Regions from separate parts of the Mus musculus genome. Here region 1 is linked to region 2. The links are chromatin contacts, called in public HiChIP or PLAC-seq maps. All regions are on one chromosome and are shown on one strand. Each heading gives the region's core, a stretch centred on a gene start, on an enhancer-like site or on the middle of the called end of the contact. The rest is flanking DNA. Distances are from core to core; before and after follow the strand shown.

Region 1 (6,413 bases), core at 876-3,375, 290 kb after region 2:
TTCTGAGTTCGAGGCCAGCCTGGTCTACAAAGTGAAAGACTGGAATTTGCCCTATCTAGCTGCTGTGAGTCCCTGTCCTCCTAGCTCTACCTCCCCAGTGTGCGGATTATAGGTGCACACCATGTGGGTGCTGGGGATTCGAACTGACCTCCTTCCACAGCACTTTAGCAGCTGAGTCATCCCCTAGCCCCAGCATGTTTTCTTAAATGACTGTAGTCATGGGCATTGGCTTTTTTTTTTTTTTTTTTGGTATGTTTGCTTGATTTTGAGATTGAGTTTTATATAACCCCAGATTGGCTCAAATTCCTTATACCAGGATAACCTTCACTTTGAACTGTTGATTCTCCTGCATCCACAACAAACAACAAAATACTGGGAGAGGTACATAGGACACCACACTAGGAACACACACACTTTGTGTCTGTATGAATGTGTTTGTATGTATATATATATTTGGTTCTTTTTTGAGACAGGGTCTCTCTATGGAGCCATGGCTGTCCTGAAACTTGCCTTGTAGATCAGGCTGGCTTCCAACTTACAGAGATCCTCCTGTCTCTGCTTCCTGAGTACTAGAACTAAAATTGTGCATCACCATACTCCGCTAAAAGAGGTGGGTTTTTTTGTTTGTTTTTTTGTTTTGTTTTTTTTTTTTTTTGTTTTGTTTTGAGACAGGGTTTCTCTGTATAGCCCAGGCTGTCCTGGAACTCACTTTGTAGACCAGGCTGGCCTCGAACTCAGAAATCCACCTGCCTCTGCCTCCTGAGTGCTGGGATTAAAGGCGTTCGCCACCATACCTAGCTGAGTTTTCTGGCTTTTTTTTTTGTTGTTGTTGTTTTGTTTTTTTTTTCTTTTTGTTTTTTTTTTTTAATTTTTTTTTCATTTTTTCTCTCTTCTTTTTTTCTTTTTTCTTCTTTGAGTTTTCTGTTTTTTAAAAAGATTTTAATTAACGTGTGTGTGTGTGTGTGTGTGTTGGTTTTGAGTTGTCTTACACGGGTGCTGGAAAACTGTCCTCTGCAAGACCAAGCAGAACTTGCTCTTAATTTCTGAACCCCCTCTTGCGCTCTTGCTCTCTCTCTGTCAATATCTAGAGAGGTTGTTAAAGTATAGCTCAAGCTGGCCTCTATCTAACTCAGGCTCATGATTTCCTGCCTCAGCCTCTTGTGTTGGGTGGGATTACAGAATACAGGTGTGACCCATCACTACCAGGTCACTTGTTAGATCCTCAATAACAATTACAGTCTGTTCTAGCTAAAGTCCTAGACTAGATCGGGGGTGACTGAAGATGGTGTGTGTGTATGTGTTTTAAAAAACTGTTTCTAAACCCACGCTAAGATTTACCTCTTTCCTACATAGACTACTTTACTTTGTTGCTTTTAGACTGGGTTTCACTGTGTAACCCTGACTAACCCAGAATGTACTAGGTAGACCAGGCTGGCCTAGAACTCGGATCTACCTGCCTCTGCTTCCTGATTACTGGCCAACTTGCTTCTTTTATACTGAAAAAGATCTTTTACTCTAAGTCTACAAAGCCCTTTGAAGTTCTTTTTCTTCCATCACAAATATGGCTTATATGAAAGTCTTTAACTGCCGTTCCCAAACTAACCATCAGTACCGCACAAACGCAGGTACATAGTGATTATGCTGCGAAGTTTATCCCTGAGTCCCACGAGGAGTCCAACTAAGGTGTGTGTAGGAATGAGATGTTCTCCACTTTGGAGCAAAGTTTCAGTTTGGCAGTATTAGTGGGAGGCTGCTGTTCTGGAGGTGGGAAGAGGGAAGGACTGCGCGGAGCTCTTCTCCCCAGGATTTCCGGGACTGACTAGCACGCACCTGACGCCCGCGTAGCGAAGGCGAGCTGAGGGTGGGACTGGACCAAGCCTAGCACTCCGGGCCACTCGGGCCACTCGGGCCACTCCGCCCAGCTTTAAGTATTCGCGCACTCCCGAGAGGACGCCCGCGCGCCCGCGCCCGCGCGCGCATACTGTCCTGTCTCGCGCAGGGTCGGGCCTGTCAGGCAAGAACTCTCGCGAGATCTGAGGCTGAGATGTCTGTCGGGAGGAGGGGAGTGGTGTCGGGAAGGGGGGGGGGAGAGAACCTGGGCAGCGGCCGAGCTCTGTGGCTTCAGGGCTTGGAAGGAGAGAGGGAGGGTGGCGAAGAGAGTGAGCCGGTGCCGCCGCCCGCTTGAGGAGAGAGGAGGGGTCCCACTCGCCTTGCGCCCTTCGCGGGCTGAGAGCGCGGAGCAGTCGCGAACCTCCCAGGCCTCTCGGCCCCCGGGGACCCCGCCCCGCGGCCCGACGGCCCGCGGCCTCTCTTCTCTTTGTGAGCGCCCCCTTCCCAGGGGTGGTAGTGGTGGCGGAGGGGTGCGCGTGGGCCCGCCCGCCAAGGGGCCGCGGCGGGGGACCGACAGGGCCTCGGCTGGGAGGACCGGAGGCGGCCGAGGCCCCGGTCCGGTTCCCCCGAGGCGGCGGCGGCGGCGACTCCCGGCACTTCCCCCGCGCCATCTTAACTGAGCCGGAGCGTTAAGGGCGCCTCCTCGACCCCGGTCGTCCCCTCGTCCCCCCCTCCCTCCCCCCGGCCCCTTGTCGTAGAGCCTGGGCTGGGTGGCTGGGGGGGGGGCGGCGGTCTGTCGCCGGGCCCCCTCCTCCTCACTCCTCGCTCTCCAGCGCTGCGGCCACCGGAGCGCTCCAGGGGTCTGCGCCCGTCTGCTCTGCCCCAGACCTGCCGGCGAAGGGGTAAGGGCACCTCTGCTTTGGGAAAGGAAGACATGGAGGGGGCGGGGAGATTGTGCCCACTCAGGCCTCTCCGGGTGAAAGAAGAGATCGGGGATAGAGTGGGGGAGGGAGACAGGGAGGGTCTGTGAATCTGTGGGTGGGGTGAAGAAACTGGTGAGCTGGGCGCCCTCCTGTTTTGAGGGGCCAGAGCAATTGCATTCCTTTTTCCTAAGGGTCACCGGAAGAGGTGGTGGAAGGGGATGTTTCTAAGAAGGTGTGGCTCTAGTTAGGGAGATTTGAGTTGACGTGCACCCCGATTTAAAGGCGCGAGGTCCCTTTCTGGTCTCTGCTCCCGCTCCTCCTCCTTTGTAGCGTCTGTATTCTTGGGAATGGAGAATGCTCTGGACAGCCAACTGGATGATTTCCACTCCTCCCCAAGGAAGTCTGTACCTTTCTAATGTAAGGGGTGATGGAAGCATCCCCCCCCCCCATCTTCTAGTCTACTGCAGTGCTGCAGGAGTACAAGTCAGTTTCTTCGTACACATACCCATGCATACACAGAAGTGGGGGTGGGGGGCTGGAGCAATGGCGCTTCCCTTGGAGAGCTTAGTTTTTTTTTCCCTTTGCTTTTTAAATCGATGACAGTACTGTTCGGATATTCCCCTGAGATATGTCCATGGGAAGTATGTCCGCTCTTGTTACTGTTGGGATATGGCCTCGTGTTAGAACAGTTTTGATGTCTCTCTTACTCTGTTTTGAGAGAGGGGAGAATTCCTGGATGAACTGTTAAAGGGTCCCCTTTGGCTTTTGTAGTTCTTTGAGAATTATTAGAAATTATTACATTGAAACTCATATAATCAGACGTTTGCCTCGGGCTGTGACTTTTTAAGGTTAATAATATTTTGCATGACATTGATACAGAAAGTCTCTGAAAATTGTTACAAACTTTCATGTAGCAGATATTCCTTCTTAAGGAAATGTAAGGTGATGCACCCAATTCTGTTATGATCTGTGTTCTGTACTCATTTTTTTCTTTTTTGCTTCATGTCATCCTAATTTTAAAAGAAACCATCTTGTCTTGGCAGTAGTACTTGTTGATTTTTGTGGTTAGTAGAAGCAGAAATAACAGTTTTAGCATTCTGGTAAGTGCCTTTTGAAACAAAAACTTAGCCTTCAAGTCCTGAAGAAGTCTTGATATATACTTTTTACTTTTTCTCTCATCTTTAGCAGACTCTTGAAGTATAATCCTCCCGGATTTATAGGTAGGGACTCTGTATTCATACTGCCTTGAACTTAGCAGTTCTGCCTCTCACCCTCTTTTGTGCTGGAATTACAGGTGAAGTCTCCACACCTGGGTCCATTTTTTTTTAAATTGTTTAGATTTACTAGTGAAGTGTTTTAAAACTGTTCTATATGTGAATATTAGCAGTAATAAAGATTGCTAAACTATGCTAATTATCTTGATATTTTATTAACATCAAATTTTGTGTCTAGCTTTACTTAATATGTTATTTTAAAATTATGAATACAAGTATTAAAGATATAGCAGTACTGCTAGGCATTGACTTAAGTTCTTTCTTTCTCATGTAGCCCAGGCTAGTGTAACTGTTGGTTGCTGAGGATGACTGTAAACTCCTGATAACTCTGTCTCCAACCTCCCAAGTGCTAGAATTACAGGTGTGTGCCTTCATATTCCAGTTTAAACTTTTTTTTTTTTTTTTGAAACAGCATCTCACTATACTGTGTATTCAGTGCTGAGTGAGTTCTCTGGCTGGCCTGCAACTTGGTATGTAGGCCAGGTTGGCCTCAAATTCACAAGAAATCTGCCTGTCTCTGCTGTGTGCTGGGATTAAATGTGTGGGCCACTATGCCTGTCCTAAATTCTTTTTTTTTTTTTTAATTCCATAGTATTTAGGAAAGCTGCATTATGTTTTTCTCAAAACATGGACATTTCTGCTTTATTCTTTTGAATAAATTCATTTGAATCTGTCTCTCTTTTGGGGGGGGATGGTGTTGGGGAAACAAGATCTTATGTAGTCCAGATTGTCTTCAAATACTGCATAGCTGAGGTTATCCCTGAACTGACTCTCCTGTCTCACCTCTGCGGCAGTGAGGCAGGTTCTTCTATGCAGTCTTAGCTGGCCTTGAACTTGTGGCAGTTCTGCCTCAGCCTTCTGAGTGCTGAGCTACTGTGCCCAGTTTCATTTGAACCTTTACTTCATGACATAAAGTGTATGTTGCAGAATATGTAGCTTTCTCCTCATTCAGGAAAAATTATGCTGTAATACCTATTTCTCTGCTTTATAGTTTGTTGTTGATAATAGATTCATATACTAGGATGAATCCAAACATACTGCTTAGTAAAGAGTGACTGATTTTATCTTGGAAAGATGCAAGAATGGATTTATCAATAGCTACAAAATTTAAGGACATACACAGGGTGTAGGTTAATTGCTTTACTGAGTCATATTATAACCAAGGCATCTTTATAGCTGATAGGAGCTCTTCCCTAAATATGGCAAAAGTATGTTGATGATCAGAAAATAAATTCATTATTAAGGAAAAAAACTGCCTGAGGGTTATTTCATGACCCCTGATGGCACTGCCAGACAATACTGAGAGCTGTTAGTCTGAGTTGATTCCAGATTAGTGTGGTGCTTATGTTTCTAAATAGTTCATCCACAAAATGGAGTGTACATCACTTCCTGTTCTTTCACAACTGGCTCTTTCTCTGGATTCCCCTTTAGTGACTTAATTTTTGGCATTCTGATATCTGATTTGTTAATTTGGTTATTCTCATGTTTTATAAGTAGAGGAATTTCTAAGAATCAACTGCTTTAGAGGCTTTTAATAATCAAAGTACTTTTTTTTTTGGTTTTTCAAGACAGGGTTTCTCTGTATAGCCCTGGCTGTCCTTGAACTCAGTCACTCTGTAGATCAGGCTGGCCTCGAACTCAGAACTCCTCCTGCCTCTGCCCCTTCAGTGCTGGGATTAAAGGTGTGCACCACCATGCCCAGTGCATTTTATTTTTTTAAGCATTTCACTGAATACTGAATGGCCTGAAACTCAGTATGTAGACCAGGGTTTCCTGAACTTGCTGCAGAGGCTTGCTTCTGACTCTGGAACTGGGATTAAAGGCATGCTCCCTCAGGACTGATCTAAGAGTGTCTTTTAAAAAAATGTGTCTGTGTGTGTGAGAGAGGGAGAAGGAGATGGGGAAGGAGTGGGAGTGTTTGAGGAGAGTGTTGTGTCCTGCTTTATCTTTGTCTGTCTTATTCCTTTAAAACCAGGGTATCTTGGCTGTATCTGGGGGTAGGCTGATGGACAAGAAGACCCATTGATTCTTCTTTCTCCTTTCTCTGCCTCCCACGGTGCTGGGCATAGCTAGGTTTTTATATGCATTCTGGAAATTTGAACTCAGGCCCTCATGCTTGTTCAGCAACTGTTGTTACCCACTGAGGCATCGGCATCAGATCTCATTACAGATGGTTGTGAGCCACCATGTGGATGCTGGGGTTTGAACTCAGGACCTTGGAAGAGCAGCCAGTGCTCTTAACCACTGAGCCATCTCTCCAGCCCAAGAATATCTTAATAGTATCGAAACATTGCTTCCATTATAAAGATGTCTCAAATTTAAACTCTGATGAAAGTTTTGCTGTTCTGTAACCCACCCAGGGCTTTGAGGATGCTAGGTAAGTAAT
Region 2 (6,153 bases), core at 800-3,299:
AAGGAAGGAAAAAAAATCCAGTCAAATGGCAGTCCTTCTTTGCGTTCCTATTTTACTAGGAAAGGAAAGACCAGGCAGAAGACAACTAGTTGCTAAGGCTAGTCTGGGGATTGTCTGTGGACGTGTTGCTGGGGATTCAGTCAGCCACTGTGCCCCCCCCCCCCATCATTGTTTTCTCTCTTCCACTGTATGGCCACCAGATACACAGCAAAATGTTAAAATCAGAATCACGACTATAAGTTCTCTCATTGTCACTATAGCATTGTAGTGAGAGGGAAGTGTCCCCGGGCTGGGCTTGTGACTCAGGTAACAGAGTTTCAGCCTAACATTCATTGGTAAAGCCCTGGGTTTGGTCCTCAGCACCATATTAAACCAACATGATGGTACGGGTCTATTTTCCCAGGAGGTAGGGGCAGAAAAATCAGAAGTTCAAGGTCACCTGTGGAGGCAAAGCAGGTTGGAGGCCAGTTAAGCGATACATGAGACCCTGTATCCAAAAAAAACGAAAGAAAATACTAACAAGAAGTAAGTTTTGGAGCAGATAGACCTGGGTTCACATCTTAGCCTCTTGGCACACCTAGAATGGGTCCTTGGGCAGATCCTGCCATCTTTGTCTGTTTAGTGGTGTGTTTATGATTATAAACAACCAACCTCAAAAGTTAGTGTCTAAAAACAAGCATTTTATTTTACTTCATAAAACTGGGGAATGCTGACACAGCTTGGCTGTTGGGTCACGTGCCATGGACTGGGTCAGGTCATGGGTGGTTAGTTTGTCTGGACACAAGGTCCAAAATGGCTTCTCTTCCTATGTGTGACTTTTCTCATCTCTCTCTCTCACAGAGTGGCTGGACTTCTAACATGTTGGTTCAGGGTCTAAGAACGAGTGCTTCAACACAAGAAGATGTCCAAAGGCTTGGGTCAGAAAGAGGGTAGCAGTCACTGTATTCTATTGGGCAAGCATGTAATGGGAAAACCGACAGAGAACTTGAGGCTATCTCTAATCTGCTCAAAAAAAATGAGGATAAAAATACACACACACACATACAAAAAAAAAAAAAAATCCTGAGAATTTAATGAGATAATGTATTCCGAGGCAGATTTACCAGGAAGCTAATAAAACTTCAACCATGGGGCTCTCTAATTGAGCGGTCTCTTCGAAGTCCTGCCATCTAGTTTTGCATGACTAATTTTTTCTTTTTTTTTTTTTTTTCTCTTTTATTTTTAGTGCTGGGTGCTAAACCCAGGACCCCGAACATGCCAAACACAAAAGTCTACCGCTGAGCTAAGCCTCCAGGCCCCTTTCCCCTTTTATCTTAAAATGGACCCCCAAAGTGTATAAGAATCAGGACCTGCCAACCCTGGCTCTGTCCCCAGTGCCTGTAACAATCCCCATTGAGCCTGCTGCCTGGCACAGAAGGCTTCTCTGCACATGGCCCCTGTGTGTGCTGGCTGGTGCCTGGTTCCCCGTGTGCCTGAGGACAAGGTTCTTCCTCGCACTGTCCTTTCCTGGATTTTTTTTTTTCCTCTTCAGGATCATTTATTGTCCTTTTTTCAACATGAAAGTAAAACACACTGAGAATGATTTCATAATCACAAAACTGCCCTCCCAGTTGGCCCCTGCATCTACCCCCTGACCTCGCCACCCACCAGGGAGGAGGGCCATACCCTGGGCATCCTGCCAAGTTCTTGGCTGGCCGGGTAGCTCTCTGGAGGAAATCAAGCTGCAGAGAGGGAAGCCAGCAGGGGGAGGCAGCATTCCCGGGGCCCAGCTTGGTCTGGGAGGCATTGAAATTCCGGGCAAAGTCCTGAGACAAAGATCATAATGAGACAGGAAGGTGGCATGGGAAGGCGCCATTTGCATGACAATAATTGAGCCAAGAATAGCAAACTGGAGGGATGCAAGGGTGAGGCTAGCAGCTGAGCTGGGCGAAACCTCACAAATCAGTCCACCCAGCTCTGCTCTGCAGGGGGAGGCGGAGGCTGAGCCCTGTGCCAGGCTTTTTGGGGAGGGAAAGAAAGACAAGGACATGAGCCCCAAGGGATTGTGGGAACTCTAGTTTAGCTGGACTTTGCCTCCCTCCTCCCCCTGTAGCCTGGAGGTGCCTTTGTTTGCCTTCTCTTCAGTGGGCTTTGTGGCATCATGGCTGCTCAGACAGATTTCTGGGATGCTATTGTGATTGGAGCAGGCATCCAGGGCTGCTTTACCGCGTACCACCTGGCCAAACACTCCAAGAGCGTCCTCCTGCTGGAGCAGGTACACTGTGCCTTCTGCCCTTCTGCTATATAAGACTGTCCCCTCTTCTTTCCTCTCCTAGGGAGGGCTTTCCAGAATTTTTGGGCTATAAGTGAAGCCAAACGGTCAGACATCAGGAATTCTGTGCACTTCGTAGCTTCGTAGCCACTTCACGTGGATCTTGACAATGCAAAGAAAATTCCCACCCTTAAGTCCACGTGAGGTTTCTTGGTATACTCTTTTAAGTCTCTTAGTTCTTGCCCCGGATCAAGAAGTGTCCCACTTCTTTTCATTCTTGCAACCCTGTCTTGTCTTTGCCCACATGGTTGATACAACCAGAAAAAGAATCAATTCTGCTCTGGGTAACCTTAAATAAAGACAGTTTTGCCTAGAGGCAAAGGCTGATGTACCAGCTTTGGAGAAAGCTGCGTTTTCTCAGCTGCTCCTTCCAGAACCTAGCAGGAGCTGCTGTTGAATTCTTCCACCTTTGGGTAACAGCGACCTCCTCACTTGATGCCCGGGAACTAAGACACAGGTCGTCTTTCCTTAAAGGAAAAGTGATCACATGACTGCTTCAAATGAGGGTGGCACTGGGACCCTGCAGGGCCCCTCAGGGGTGGGGCCTATGCAATCTGTCAAGTTGAGTTTTCTACCCCTGTGGCTTCTTCCTTTCCATTCTGCCTTGCAGCTCTCTGAGCAGGTTACCACATCCTGGGAATTGTCTTCAGTTCCTCTGTTTTCCCAAAGCCCAAGGGATTTCTGTTACAACCTGCAGGAAAACCTCCATTTTGCTTCACCCCGCACCCCCCTAATCCTAAGATTGCTCCCTTATCCTGGGTACCTGAAGGCTCAGTGAGATGACATCCTTTTCCTGATCCGGAAAACCATGGGGCTCGATTTGCATAATCTGGAAGGTTTTCTGACTCTGCTTTTCTAGGCATCTAAGCAGGGTGTGAATTCAGTGGGATAATAGAAGGTTATTAACAAATGGATGGGTGGCTGCCAGGGCTATTTACAAAAGGAAAAATTTAGTCAGTGCTGAGGTACTATTGCTAACCAGAATGCCTGGCCAATCAGTGGGCCTCAAGGAGACCTGGAAGTATGGAAATATTTGAAAATATCTAGGCCTGGCGATGAGCACCTGAAAATCCCAGTTGCTCAGGAGACCAATGTAGGGGGATTGCAAGCTTAAGGCCTGCCTGGGCTACATAACATGACAGTGACTCAAATAAGAAATAAAAAGAGGTCTAGGGCAATAGATAGCTCATCTGCAGGGCACCTACTTGCCTCCTTTGTGCAAGGCCAGAGGTCTAGGCCCCAGGATTAGAAAGGAACCATTTGAAGCCTAAGATGGCTCCTAAAGAACAAAGGGAAGGCTGAGCCAAAGGGCAGTGACTTCCATTGTCTTTCTTGTCTTTCTTGTCAAGTTCTTTCTTCCCCATTCCCGAGGAAGCTCACATGGACAGAGCCGCATAATCAGAAAGGCTTATCCAGAGGACTTCTACACGATGATGATGAAGGAATGTTATCAGACATGGGCCCAGCTGGAGCGTGAAGCCGGAACCCAGTTACACAGGTGGGCGAGGGAGGAAGACCAGGAACACAGGGGACCCATCCCTCCAGGTGCTTTGAATGTGTGATGCTGTAAGGTGTGAACTTGAAATGCAACTGGAGGGACACAAGCCCAGGAGGGAGGTGCCAGTCATGTGGAGGCCTTCTGCTCACTGTCACAGATGCTGCTGGCCTCTGTACCTTTGAGTTCCAGGCCTGGTTAGATCCTGTGACCAAGGCTCTTACAGGTTGTTTTCTGAAAACTTAGAGGATGACCATGGACAGGTATCTAGAGCAGGCCTGCGCAAAGCCTTCCAGAGCCATCTTATAGGGCCTGCGTCAAAATCTATATAATTTTTTTGTTTTTTGTTTTTTGTTTTTTGAGATGGTTTCTCTGTGTAGCCCCGGCTGTCCTGGAACTCACTCTGTAGACCAGGCTGGCCTCGAACTCAGAAATCTGCCTGCCTCTGCCTCCCAAGTGCTGGGATTAAAGGCGTTAGCCACCACCGCCCGGCTAAAATCTATATTCTAACTCATGTCCTAACTTAAAAAATAGTATGTATAATGTATGTGTATGGATGTTTTGCCTACATACTTATATGTGCAACTACATATGTGCCTGGTGCCCAGAAAGGTCAAAAGAGAGTATTCAACCTTGGAACTGGAGTTACAGACAGTTGTGAGCTGCCATGTGGGTGCTAGGAATTGAACCTTGATTTTCTGCAAGAGCAACAAATACTCTTAACCACTGAGCCGTCTCTCCTGCCTCCTTTTTATGCTGTACCCTCATCCCCACAACAACCCTACAAATGCATTTTATTAATACACTATCCCCTGGGAACAAAAGCAGGTGTTCCAGGGGCCAGACTACTTGCCAGGAAGTGACCCTGAAGCAGCTTCAAACCTTAGGGTTCCTCTGACAGTGGCCTTTCTGACACTCTCAGGGAGGAACCAGAAACTACTCCTGCACCCCCTTTTACTCCTCTGAACTCTTAACTGAACCTCCTTTACATAACCCTGGCTCTGCCCCACAGGGTGGCAGTTATTTTAATGGCCGTGAACCAAGAGGTTACTGTTCTGTTACAAAAACACCATTAACTTAAGAACAAAGTGAAATCCATTATGCAAATACAGCCAGGGCAGCTAATTAAGGATTTATTCAGAGACAGCTAATACACCCAGCACCCAAATAAAGGAGAATGTCTTTCTGAGGAGTGGCCTGGCAAAAGGGACCCTTCTCTGGCTGCTGGCTGTGAGTACTACTGAGCTCTATTAGGTAGGAGATGAGCTGAGCCTTGAAGGGCAGAAGTCTGCCCAGCAAATGTTGACCGACAGGCAATCATGAGATGCCTGGTGTCACACAGTTTGGCTTTACTTCCTGACTCAACTCCTACCAGCTATGTGGTTGAACTCTCTGTATCTCATAGGGATGTTTGAAGGTTAAATGAGTCTGGAAAATACTCAGCACAGTGCCTGGTACCTTTGAATCCTTGAGGTTTCTCCCTGCTATCCTGGGTCTGTTGGGCTACAGAGGAGGAAGATCAAGAGACAGCAAAAGGGAGGCAACAAGGACATCGGGATGTTACCTAGCTGAATAAGGCCCTGGGTTTGATCCCCAGCCCCCACCCCCATGACACTGGGCATGGTGGTGCACTCCTGCAATCCCAACACTTGGGAATCAGGAGGCAGGAGGAATGGTACAGTGATTAAAAGAGCTGCACAAACTTGAGATCCAGGATTTGGATGCCAGCATCCATGTATCAAAATCCAAAGAGGTGAGAAACGCATGTGGTCGCAAGCCTCTCAGGATCCCAAGCCTCTCCGTGTGTACAGCTCACTCACTTTACTCCACAGTTTTGTTTTAAAAGAATTATTTTTTATGTATGTGAGTACACTGTCGCTGTCTTCAGACACACAAGAAGAGGGCACTGGATCCCATGACAGATGGATGCGAGTCACCATGTGGTTGCTGGGATTTGAACTCAGGATCTCTGGAAGAACAGCCAGTACTCTTAACCGCTGAGCCATCTCTCCAGCCCTTATTCCATAAAAAAACAAAACAAACAAACAAACAAACAAAAAACTGAAAGGGGAAGCTACTGAGCATCAGGGTGTGTTCTTCTCTTCCTCTTCTCTTCTCTTCTCTTCTCTTCTCTTCTCTTCTCTTCTCTTCTCTTCTCTTCTCTTCTCTCCTCTCCTCTCCTCTCCTCTCCTCTCCCCTCCCCTCCCCTCCCCTCCCCTCCCCTCCCCTCCCCTCCCCTCCCCTCTTCACCTCTTTCTCTCTCCTCCCCTTCCCTCTCTCTCTTCTGTCTCTTCCTTCTCCTTCTCCTCCTCCTTCTTCGTTTTTTTTTTTTTTTTTAACAAGGTCT

Evidence for each region. HiChIP or PLAC-seq counts read pairs in DNA pulled down with a chosen protein or histone mark.
Region 1: a contact with region 2 is called in an H3K4me3 HiChIP or PLAC-seq map of embryonic stem cells, with 12 read pairs. The contact joins the promoter of Taok1 here to the promoter of Pipox in region 2. A contact is called at or near these places in 1 of 39 promoter capture datasets (neural stem cells) and 2 of 115 datasets of contacts at active chromatin or transcription factors (embryonic stem cells and memory CD8 T cells).

What each region holds. Positions count from the first base shown.
Region 1 is chr11:77,603,527-77,609,939 of GRCm38.p6, reverse strand. Taok1 (TAO kinase 1) reads left to right here and starts at 2,125. Exons shown (of 21, transcript NM_001364134.1): 1 at 2,125-2,732.
Region 2 is chr11:77,889,768-77,895,920 of GRCm38.p6, reverse strand. It overlaps Pipox (pipecolic acid oxidase), which reads left to right and starts at 2,049. Exons shown (of 8, transcript NM_008952.2): 1 at 2,049-2,254; 2 at 3,661-3,809. The coding sequence starts at 2,141.